Linked DNA regions of Danio rerio: region 2 is linked to region 1. The links are chromatin contacts, called in public Micro-C maps. All regions are on one chromosome and are shown on one strand. Each heading gives the region's core, a stretch centred on a gene start, on an enhancer-like site or on the middle of the called end of the contact. The rest is flanking DNA. Distances are from core to core; before and after follow the strand shown.

Region 1 (6,349 bases), core at 2,478-4,977:
TTCAGATCTGAAGAAACATCTTAAAGTTCATATAAACCAGAAGCCTTAAGGTAGAGGTCTGCAGCCGCGGGATCTGACCAGATTTCTTTCGGTGCAGGAATAAATTTCCGAATAAATCGCGGAAGCGGTCGGTAACTGGTGTAATTTGAATGGGAGTGGGCGGTCTAACAATATCGCTCCTGACTCCCGAGCGAGCGAGCACGCGGGATGCTGTGTTGTCGCCTGTTTGTTGCTGCCTATGTGTGTAAATGAGAGAGAGAGAGAGAGCGTGATGCTGTGTGTTGCTAGCTTGGTGCTGTCTATGTGTGTGTGTATATGTGTAATACTTAAACCCCCCTGTTAGCGGGAATGGTTACGGCAGGTAGAAAACGGGGCAGGTCGGACAGCGGGACTACAAATGCTGGATATCGGTCGGGTTCGGACTAAAACCTGGCGGATTAAAAAATTTTGTCCTGCGCAGATGTTTACCTTAAGGTAGAGCTGTAATCGAGTCATAAAAGTTTGGCCTGATAGGGCCCTAGCTCGACAGAATTCGGCCCGAGCCCAACAAGTAAATTTTGATTGACAGCTTTTGAAAAGCCCGAACCCGTTTACAGCCCGACGTTATTCAAATGTGCACATGCACACAGCTCTTTTGCCTTTTTTTCATGAACGAGTCGTTTAAATGTGTTTTAACATTATTTATTAGTAAAAAAACATAAACCATAGCCCTCTTGGAAGTTGGAACAAAGAAATAAAATTAGTCCTCTAACATCGTAACATCTCAGCACTCTAAATAGGCCTAGGTACATACACTTAGCATTTAAAGGGCCATGAAACCCCCTCGTTTCAGCAGGGTGTTTTCACACCTCTACTTTGGAAAAAGTCAGAAAAGTGGGCGTGTCCAGCTCTGTTTAGGGGGGAGTGTCGGAGGAACTAAAGTGGGATGGTGTGGGAGTGTCTATTTGGGCACGCGCGAGTTTCAGTCAAAATACACACACATGAGAAAGTGATGGTGTTTAACCCACATGGACATCTGTAGTCGAATTATTTGCCAAATTATTAAATGGTGGACTTTAACTGCAGTTTGGCTCTTTCATTCAGGGAATTCATTCATGCCCCTCGCGACAAACGCAATATTTGATTCGAGGATCTGCTCTAAGCGTGTATTTTTTCATGCAATGTTTGATACCGCACGGCGAATGAGAGAAAAAAAAACTCTGCATTTCCCGGAAACTTAGATGCACAGGGCAGGTAGCGTCAGAAAGCCGCGTGTGTTATTCCGGTCACAAAATGCGGTGCTATGTTTGCACTCAGTGCATTAGTTAACTTAATTCGATACGAACAAACTGAATAAACAAAGAGCACTGGTCGCTCACTTACCAAATCTGTAGAGACAGGACAATCACCAGCAACTAGAGCCGCGTCTTTATGAAGAGGAGACTAACGTTACAAGCGAATCCGGATTTCAGCGTTTGCAGATGAGAACAGCTCTCAGGTAAACAATGTTCCTCCTTAGACACGTAAGTTATTGTTGTCAAGCGTCGCGTACACTGTTAATCCACACGTGACTCTGAGCTCTCACAGAGAGAAAATGAAAACGAAACTTAATGGCAGCAAACTATAAAAGCAACACTTCACGCTTGTTTTGGCAACACAACGTGGCGTCTCTGTCGTCTAAACACTGTGACACTAATGAATATTAATGAAGTTGCACAATAGAGCGCGCTGATTGGTTTGAACCAAGCCTTACTCATGCATTAATGCATCACACTGTAAGACGTAATAAGACACACTCTGGCACAGACGTCCAGTCTGCACGCTGGAATACACGCTATTATGTCATGACCGTGACGCTGCTTCAAAAATTAGTTTCAAACCGGAAGTACAAATTTGCTTGAAATAACGCAAAAACAACCAATTTACACTTTTTTGTGAAATATAGGTGTCCTAATAGTGTTTTTAGCAGTGTGGGACACATATACCACTGTCAACAGCTCAAACAAATGTGTTTTGGTGTTTCGTGACCCTTTAAATTGGTCACAACACCAATAACACTGTTGCCAACTATTTTCAATGAATAAGTGCTAAGCTCTGCCCGAAAATTCACTCATATTACTGACGTCATCACGTTCTATCGTGTCTGTTTGTTTAACAGCCTATGGTTAATAAAGGGGGATTTATATTTGCACTATGCTTTATGTAAGGGTTCGTTCACACCTGAGAATCAATGCCTTTGTTCTGAAACGGGGATTAAAATCGTTACATCGTTGCTCTTTGCTCTTGGTGCGGTTCGCTTTCACACGGCAAAATTTCTAAACGGACCAAAAGAGCTCAAACAAGTCACGTGTGAGTAAACTCTCCTCACATTGGTCAGAGTTTTACGGTTTATTTTGCAGAGTCGTGCTCAGCTGTCAGGGGGATGGTAGTGGTTTGGCGGTGTTTGACAAGGTGCACGCGACGTGTCTGAAGAGGAGTACGGATGCGTTGGAGAGGAATGAGAAGGGTGTGTGACGTATTTGAGGGCCTGGATGGAGATGCGCAATTACCGGGAGATTATCACTTTGTTTGCGGGCATCCAGGAGTCTCACTTGCGGGAGACTTACGAAACTTCCAGGAGACTTGGGATGTCTGGAATGACCTCCCGCCCTACTCATAATTCTCTCTTCATACAGCTGTATGCCTATTACATGTCCATAAAACACTGAGATATAACCAGTCTCGGATCGGATCGCTTTCTCACTACAATCCATCCACTCCAGAGTTTGGTTCAATCGTGCTGAGACCACCTCATTCAAGCGATCTCCAACTGATTGTTTTGTCGCGGATCAGAGCACGACTGCTGGATTCACATATGCCAAACGAACCACCCTAACTGGGCAAACGAGACAGGGTCTGAAACAAAAGTCTTGGTGTGACATCACCCCGAGCATGTAAATTTACCTAAATTTACTGCTGTCTGAATACAATGTATTAATATAGAGGTGTAGTGAATTTGCAGTAATCTCTCAGACGTGATAAACTCAGACAAGATCCAAAACTGTCACTAAAATATCTCTGATTGTGAATAAGAAAAGAATAAACGGTCAAGTTATATAGTTAAAATAAGGGAGAAGCAGATCGATTTGACTGTACAATGAATATACCTCTTACTTCCTGTGCTAAATCATTTGCCGTCGATACACAGAGGAGTGATCTGCTCTCAGGCTGCAGGTGGGAGAGGCTGCTGTACGAGGACTGGGCCGACTGTCAGCGCATTGAGGCAGTTGAGGGGCTGACGGCATCAGCCGCAGCTCATTGAAAAGAGTAGTGATGGTAAGGTATGGACAAATGACAGTCTTCAAAAATCTCCAGTAACACACACACAAAAAAAGACGAATCAGCAATGTATTCTTGACTGTATTCTCCTCTGCTGTCATCTGTTTTTATTTTGTATTGTATTTTATATATGAGTTTCATGAATTCTGTTATTATGCTGTGCCTCTATTTTAGGTGTGCGTTTTTAACCTTCTGTAAGGGGTCTATAGATGAAAAATAGCCATTCTTGGCTAATTCTGGCACATTTTACAGTAATCTTTATTAATGTGCATTGATCCTGTTAACAAATAAACTAATCTAAACTAAACTAAACACAGAGCAATGACAAACCGTCAACTAATGATCCTAATAACATAACATGCACACTAGATGGCGACATCAGCACAGAATTGAACTCGCCATAAAACCTAGAAGAAGAACAGGCGTCGAGTCTTCAGAGCTGAGGTGAGTCGTTGACGCTTTTTCTCGATAAACACACTTTACAGTTTATTAAAGCGACAATCTGCGACTAGTTTCTGCATTGAGTTCACCTCTATCTGTGTGTCTGCTGACCAAAACAACACAGCAGGCAGAGAGGAGCTCTGAGAGGACAATATGAGTGAGTTTGTTTTTGTATGTTGTATGGTATGAATAAAATGGTAATGTAGTTCAGCAGACACTAAAAACATTAAATTGTTGATTTATTTTTTGAAGGATTTTATGATTTGTCAGTTTTTTGTCCAAGTAGATGTTTTTGCAATCTTATTTCTGTATTTGTATGAATACTTACTAGATTATTAAGCTATATAAAGACACGCACACACACACACACACACACACACACATATATATATATATATATATATATATATATATATATATATATATATATATAGTTATAGTTATAAGTTAATATATAGCAGGGGTGTCCAAACTCAGTCCTGTAGGGTCGGTGTCCTGCAGATTTTAGCTCTAACTTGCCTCAACACACCTGCAAGGATGTTTTTTAGTAAGAGCTTGATTAGCTAGACCAGGTGAGTCTGATTGGGGTTAGAACTAAACTTTATATATATATTATATATATATATATATATATATATATATATATATATATATATATATATATATATATATATATATATATATTAATTTAAAATTAATTAATTAGTTTATCCATAATGGCTGTTTAATGAGTGTTTATAGTCTGAGGCTCATCAATTTTATCAGAGCTGCTGAAATCCTCTTTATTTCATGTCAACAGTTTCTTTTACATCGCTATACTGATGTCTTGTGAAGACGAGCTTCAGACCATCAGGAAAAAGTGAAATCTGCAAATATATAGTATAACAATGACCTCTGTTTATTGAAGGACAGTGAGAAGATGAGTGATCCAGATCTTGGCAGTATTAAACAGGAAGAGACTGAAGAACTAATAGGTTTGTGTTTATTCATTACTCTTTAATAATGAGGCTGAACAACAGTGCTGGTGTTATTTTATATTGTCAACATTTTTTTTTGTTTAAAGGGTTAAAATTGTTGCATTGATTCAATTTGTTAAATTGTTCTCTGATATCCACATATTAGGTTGTGCCTCAGGTAAGTTAAAAAAAGTGTATGGAAATGATTTTACATCATTTTTTACCCCATAAAACCCTTGAATCAGACGTTTCATATTGACTATATTTGGCACAATCATGAATATTTATGAGTTCTGCTCTGCCTCACTTAGGCCCTGTTTACACTAATGCGTTTTAGTTTGACAAGGCATTAGTTTTGCTATGGTTATGTCATCTGTCCACACTACGGAGGAGTTATCAAGCGGCAAAAATAGAGTGTTTTGGAAACGCTGCTCTATGTTAAGCTACAGTCACAATAGAGTTTGTGTGTGCGAAATTCTGTCGTGTGGCGCTGCAAAAAGGAGTGGTAATAAACAAGATTATTAGGCATTAAAAAAGCGGACTATTGCTCTATGTTTTAAATTTCTGCCCAGAGAGGTCATTTTTTGATCCTCGGTTGGTCTCACGTGTTCAAGTGATGCGATTTCGCAGGTCAGAGTTCACCAAGCTTGAACTTTGCACCGCAGCAACCTGCGAAACTTGATGCATGACCGTCGTGGCTGTAGACATTCGCCTCTCTGATTGGTGCTTTTCCTCAATATTAAGTAGCCTAACGTTACACACAGTTCAGTCCTGCATCCTCTCTTTGTAAGTTCAGACTTTGCAAGTTTGATATGGAAAACAAACTCCCGAGGACACGTCGGGTCAATTTTCAAAGGGAACGGTGTACTTTATAACCTCATTCACATCATCCTGGCTACATTTTCACTTTTTATTATTATTAATGAATTTTTCAGTGTTTTCACCTTAATTGGATAGGACAGTAGAGATTATTGTCAGGAAAGCATGGGGAGCAGAGGGAGGGGAAGGAGTGGCATAGGACCCTGAGGCGGGAATTGAACTTGGGTCACCGTGAGCAACGGAGTGCATGTGTTGACGCACTAACCACTAAACTGGCCCTGACTGTTGTTTCACTTTCATAACAATAAAATGAAAACACAATATAAGGAACTGTCTATTTTCATTTTGATATTAGCAACTTAACAGACACCAGAAATGTTGAGGTGTTGTGTAGCTACATATTTATATGAGCGTCATCTTCACTGTATGCATATTTATAACAAAACAGAGCCTAAAACAGAACTGCCTTCTTTCATTTTCATTAAAAATACCAAACATACCCTCTCTTTTGCTGAATATCAGGTTTGATAATCAATAATGGCCATTATAAAAGTATAACGTACAGTCTGTTTATATAATATAGAAAACAAAGGCGAGCGATCAGTCAGATGTGCTGAATCAGTGTTCGCGGTTACATTAATTAAAGGGTCATGACACCCCCCACTTTCAGTTCAGGTCTACCTCAGAAAACTTTCAAATGATGCATCGTAATGGGCGTGGAGCTCCGCGAGCAAAGGGCAGGTGTGGGCGTGGCCAGCAGAGCAGGGGAGAAGGAGGGGAGCGAACAACTGTTGTCAGTCGGCTCTCAAAATTATACACAGACGTGAGGAGACGCA
Region 2 (6,184 bases), core at 1,345-3,844, 150 kb after region 1:
GCATGTTTTATGCATCGGATGCCCTTCCAGCTGCAACCCATCACTGGGAAACATGCTAGATTATCATTAATTAATAAATTCTGTACAGGTATTGTCTGTTATTAGTTCATGTAAGTACATACTAACATTAATAACATAATTAGAACTGCACAATAAATATGCAATAGTCACACCGCAGGATTTGCAATGTTGAATTGGGATTATATTTGACCAGGAGTCAGTTCAGAACATGGAGCATTGGGGATTTTTACCATAATGGAGCAAATGTTTATCTTTTACATGTTTTTTAAGGTCTGTGACTGTATGAGTATATCAAGAGAGTTAAAGCATTCAGCCACAATGAATTGTACCATTTGAAATTAATAAGAAATATTTTATTTAAAAAATTACACAATAAAGATGCGATGTGGTGCTATTTTACATTGGACTGTTCCATTTCTGTATCTGAATTTCTCAGGTGCCAAATAGAGCTATTTAAGTCATCTGGTGAAATTGTATTAATATCGCAATCTGTATTGCAGAAAAACAAATTGCAATGTCAGAGTTTTCCAATATCGCGCAGCCCTACTAATAATGAAACCTTATTGTGTGACTGCAAATTTTAAATCTAGGATTTACTTAATATATACAGTTAAAGTCAGAATTATTTGCCCCCTTTTGATTTTATTTAATTTTTTTATATTTCCCAAATTATTTTTAACAGAGCAAGGAAATTTTCACAGTATGTCTGATAATATTTTTAATAAGATAATAAGTCTTATTTGTTTTATTTCGGCTAGAATAAAAGCAGTTATTAATAAAAAAAAAAAAAAAAAAACATTTTTGGGAAAACATTATTAGCCCTTTAAGCTAATTTTTTTTTAGATAATCTACAGAACAAACCATTGTTATACAATAACTTGCCTAATTCCCCTAATCTGCCTAGTTAACCTAGTTAAGCCTTTAAATGTCACTTTAAGCTGTATAGAAGTGTCTTGAAAAATATCATGTAAAATATTATTTACTGTCATCATGACAAAGATAAAATAAATCCATTATTAGAAATAAGATCTTAAAACTATTATGATTAGAAATGTGAAGAAACAATCTTCCCTCCATTAAACAGAAATTGGTAAAAAAAAATAAACAGGGGGGCTAATAATTCTGTTTTTTATTTATTTGTTTCCTTTCAAAATATACAGCAGAGCCAAATAAAAAGCACAATAAAACAACTAAAGATAAGCATTTAATTTACAACTACTTACGACAGAATATTTGAAGATTTAGATCAACAAATTTATTAATCTAGCAATTTATTAGGACACTTTTAAGTAATCTTGTTTAACTTGTAAAAGATTACTGATTTTGCCTCACAGTTAGGTCCATGGTTCGAGTCCCAGATGGGTCAGTTGGCATTTCTGTGTGGAGTTTGCATGTTCTTCCTAAGTTGGCGTGGGTTTCCTCCTGGTGCTCCTGTTTCCCCCACAGTCCAAACACATGCGCTATGGGGGAATTGATTAACTAAATTGGCTGTAGTGTATGAGTGTGAATGAGTGTATATTCAGCTTGAAATCATATGCTGGATAAGTTGGCGGTTCATCCACTGTGGCGACCCCTGAGAAATAACGGGACTAAGCCGAAGGAAAATGAATGAATGAATGAAGATTACTGGTTAAATTTGTTTATAGATGCTTTATGTGGAACAGCCTTTATTTTTTGCTTTCAAAATATAATGGTATATTATCATGCATTATAAATCCAAGCAACTGTGAATTACTAAAGGCAGATTATTTTGAGATTTTGTGCTACAAATGATATATTTATACATGTTTTATTCATATGCATCTTGTTTAACTTGTGATAATACTGACTTAACTAAAACACATTCAGAGAATTTTAAATCAACTCATTTGATGGATTACGATAACAATACAAGATGTTGCTAACTTAAAATATGTGAGAAAGATGCGTTGAATTAAAGTTTGCTTGATATTGTGCTCGATCATATTAACCAGTCAAAGCCAGAGCTGTCTAAATGTCATTAAAATGACTGTACAATATTTTTTATAAACAGTTGAAGTCAGAATTATTCGCCCTCCTGTGAAATATTTTTAAAATATTTCCCAAATTATGCTTAACAGAGCAAGGAAATTTCCACAGTATTTCCTATAATGTTTTTTCTTCTGGAGAAGTCTTATTAATTTTATTTCCGCTGGAATAAAAGCAGTTTTTATATTTTTAAAATAATTTTAAGGTCAATATCAGCCCCCTTAAACAAATATTTTTCCCACCATACCTGCATGACGGCAGTGTGTACGGCGATGGACAGGAACAGCATTGTGACCGCAACATCTGGCCCGAGTGCTCCGGCCCACTGTCCCACCTCTGCGATGGTGTCCACCTCCAGTCTGCAGGCGCACAGAGCGAACGCGGAGACCAACTCCAGCAGGACGGTCCATCGGCGCAGCAGAAGACGGCCCGACACACTCAAACCCACCACCGCCAGGAAGAAGCCCAGAGAAGAGTTCAGGCCCGACATGATGAGCCGACGGACAGAAAGAAAGAAAGACACGAGCTCAGTGCTGCTGTATTTGCTCAGTGTGTGATAACGTGGCACTCGGACAGTCCACGCTCTTATCACAAACACACATGGGTCAGATACACATTGACCTCATCAAGGCCACCTGGGGGAAAGTGGACTTCAGATTTGGCTCCCTCTAGTGGACGATTGATGACAAATTCTGGACAATCGCCACTTTTATTTAAAATTGTCACATACAGTTTGATATGCAGTGAAATGCTTTAACAAGCAGTCGTGAACTTAAAATCATAACAATGAGAATTTAAATTTTGTAAAAATATAATTGCAAAATAAAATAAAAGCAAATATAAAATACACCTAATTGACTAAATGATTTAATGTGTGAATGTATAAATATATATGCATTTGAAATCTCATATTTAATGCATGTATTTGAAATCTGCACTAGAGGCAAAAGTGCAGTAACTACACATGCTTTTGTATTTCAAATCTACTATTTTTATTATATATTTTTCTTTTAAAGTGTGCATTTAACTTGTTTTACTTTAAATACATGCATTTAAATTCTATAATATAAAATTTGAATCTATATAAATCTAAAAGATAGAAATAAAAAGCATCAGAGATCTACACTCCACTCCTGGTTTTCAGGGTTGCATGTGTAGCTCATAAGCAGGCTCTGTGCAACTTGTCACCAGGCCTCGTTGGCGCAGTAGGCAGCGCGTCAGTCTCATAATCTGAAGGTCGTGAGTTCGAGCCTCACACGGGGCAGAATTTTTTATTTACAAGAGAAATCTAAATCAGCTTTAATAGTATGAAGCTTTAGTTTATTAAAAAGTAATCTTAAGATTTAAACACTTTCCTACTGAAGCGTTTAGTATTTTTTATACTAGATTAATAGATAAATACTGCCACCTGCTGGATATCTTCATACTTTTGTTATCTTTATTTCTTAAGATAAACTACAAACAAATTGTACTTAACAATATAAAAAGTATCCTTTATTACTGATTTAGATTATACTTTATTCAAGTTTTTTTGTTGATGATCTCACTTAAAAATGGAGAAGTATATTTAAAATATTTGTAATATTTTATTTATCTAATATAAACATTTTTATGGATACTTTCACAAATGTGAAAAAGGATTACATTCATAAAAATGATTATTAAAGCTTTTTGACAAAAAAGTTTCAATAATATTTTAACACTCTTTATTACACAACCATAAAACAGGTTATTTCTTTACAAAAAAAAGGATTAATTAATTATCGCAAACAAATGAGCCTTTGAACTAAAGTGCTACCAAGTTTGAATAAAAAGTTATAATTAAAAAAATTTTAATAATTTAAAAGCAATAATTTTATTAAGTAAAAACTTTAAACATGTTTTAATATAAAATATGGGTAAAATAACCTATAAATTATATAAAACGTAAAAACAGTTTTATGTAACACGTAAAAGGAATAATAGTTTTAATCACATTTTACCAGTTTTTAAGTGCAAATATGAACAAAGAACAGCTAGGGTAAAAACTATTGGCCAGTACGGGGATCGAACCCGCGACCTTGGCGTTATTAGCACCACGCTCTAACCAACTGAGCTAACCGGCCCTGAAGACCACCCACTGAAATCACGGCTTAAAAAAAACACGTTCAGACGACAACAAGTTTCCTGTTTTATTTTAGGTCTGTTTTAAATTGATTTAAAACCAAATACTAATTGATTTTTTTACTGTTTTTAAAGTGAAACAAAGTAGTACTAGTAGTTAAACATAGTACATTATTAAACATTAAAGAATCATGAAACCCTACCCAACAGTCACTGTTAAACAAAGTCAAATCACCCAAAAAACATTTGGCCACAAATGTTGCCTTGCATTTATGAAATGTGTATTGTGTAAAATTGTTGCCCACAATATTGTAGTAATGTTAAAGCAAACTACTTAGTAACTTAATTAACTTTGACATGTCAGTTGTCTTATAAAATCAAAAGGGGATAACATGGGAACACTTTACCATGATGCTGTGTTAGTTCATGTTAGTTAATGCTTTTACTAACACAATGAACAACACATTTAATACAGTATTTGTTCATCTTAGTTGATGAAAATACAGTTGTTCGTGTTAACTCACAGTGCATTAACTACAGTAACAAGCATTAATTAGTAAATGTTAAACTGAATATTGAATGCTGTACATGCATTGTTCATTACTAGTTCATGTTAGTAAATACATTAACGAATGAAAGCTTATTGTAAAGTTTGACTGATAATATCTTGCATAGCTATCTGAATATTGTAGGCTGTTTAAGCACGCTTAGCAAATTTGTGGAGAAACTAAAGCATGAGCTGGAACTGCATCTTTTTTGTTTTTTTTTGTTTTTTTTATAAAGAAGACAACTTTACCCTAATTGAGCCTTTAAATGTCACTTTAAGCTGAATATTAGTATCTTGAAAAATATCTAGTCAAAAATTATGTACTGTCATCATGACAAAGATAAAATAAATCAGTTATTAGAAATAAGTTAGTAAAGCTATTATGTTTAGAAACGTGTCGAAGAAATCTGCTCTGTTAAACAGAAATTGGGGAAAAAATTATATATATATATATATATATATATATATATATATATATATATATATATATATATACACATACATACATACATATACACACACATATATATTTTTCTATTATATATATATATATATATATATATATATATATATATATATATATATATATATATATATATACTTAAATACATACATACAAACGGGAGCTATAATTCTAACTTCAACTGTTTATCTGTCAATATCTCAAATAAATGTGTTTTAGGGTTTTGTCTTATGATGCTATAAGCTGATAAGCTGAATGTAATTTGAGAAGTGACCTACTAATATTTGTTTTGTCAATGTTAAACACAAAAATAATTATAAAAATATTTTTATTGACTCTTCAGCACTCTTAAATAAGTAATTAAGCCAGTTTTGCTGTAAATATTTAAGGAGAAAAAGTGTATACTCCCCGTCGGGGAATCGAACCCCGGTCTCCCGCGTGACAGGCGGGGATACTTACCACTATACTAACGAGGAGTGATTGTAGAAAAGCAAACACGTCCTTTTGTTCCTACGCCTGGAGCGATGTCTCTGTCTGTTGTTAATCATTACTTGTTTAAAATGGTTTCTACAATTAAAGAAAGAGGAAAATGGGTCTGCAGTGTTGTAGTAACAACACATCTTACCTTAACATTGTAGTACGGCGCACAAAGACTTTATCGGTAGGCAGGGTCTGAAATAAACAAGCAGAGAAATTCGCACCAGCTTGAATTAATATACACAATGTGAACAAATATTTCTTTTTGGACATCAAATTTGTTCATGCATTCAAGGGAAGGAACTGGAATTGGGATTTTAAGGAAAGTTTGAATGTCTTAGCACGTTGCTAGCAAGATTTCACATGCTGCTAGCATATTAGCATTTTGCTAACATGCCCGAACTAGGGTTTGCTAGACAGACAGACAAAGAGCTTTAGTGGTAGTAACTTTAAAGTCTTAGGATGAACTAAAGAAAGAAAAATGTTAATAATAAATTTAATAAAGCTGCTAAGTTTGAATATCTTGACAGATGCAAAGTATTTTAAATTAAAACTAAAACAGAAAC

What was found. A called contact is a pair of places that touch in the nucleus more often than the background predicts.
Region 2: a contact with region 1 is called in a Micro-C map of caudal fin, with 5 times the contacts expected there. The contact joins the promoter of aqp12 here to the promoter of znf1173 in region 1. A contact is called at or near these places in 2 of 18 Hi-C or Micro-C datasets (caudal fin and an unstated tissue).

What each region holds. Positions count from the first base shown.
Region 1 is chr22:2,853,719-2,860,067 of GRCz12tu, forward strand. znf1173 (zinc finger protein 1173) reads left to right here and starts at 3,728. Exons shown (of 4, transcript NM_001114420.1): 1 at 3,728-3,741; 2 at 4,651-4,712. The coding sequence starts at 4,658. It overlaps LOC103909512, which reads left to right. Exons shown (of 4, transcript XM_073936895.1): 4 at 2,379-3,604. The coding sequence ends at 2,449.
Region 2 is chr22:3,004,261-3,010,444 of GRCz12tu, forward strand. aqp12 (aquaporin 12) reads right to left here and starts at 2,595. Exons shown (of 4, transcript NM_001045862.2): 1 at 2,276-2,595. The coding sequence starts at 2,518. trnam-cau (transfer RNA methionine (anticodon CAU)) reads left to right here and starts at 3,220; the gene lies at 3,220-3,292. trnai-aau (transfer RNA isoleucine (anticodon AAU)) reads right to left here and starts at 4,133; the gene lies at 4,060-4,133. It overlaps trnad-guc (transfer RNA aspartic acid (anticodon GUC)), which reads right to left and starts at 5,617; the gene lies at 5,546-5,617. It also overlaps LOC103909515.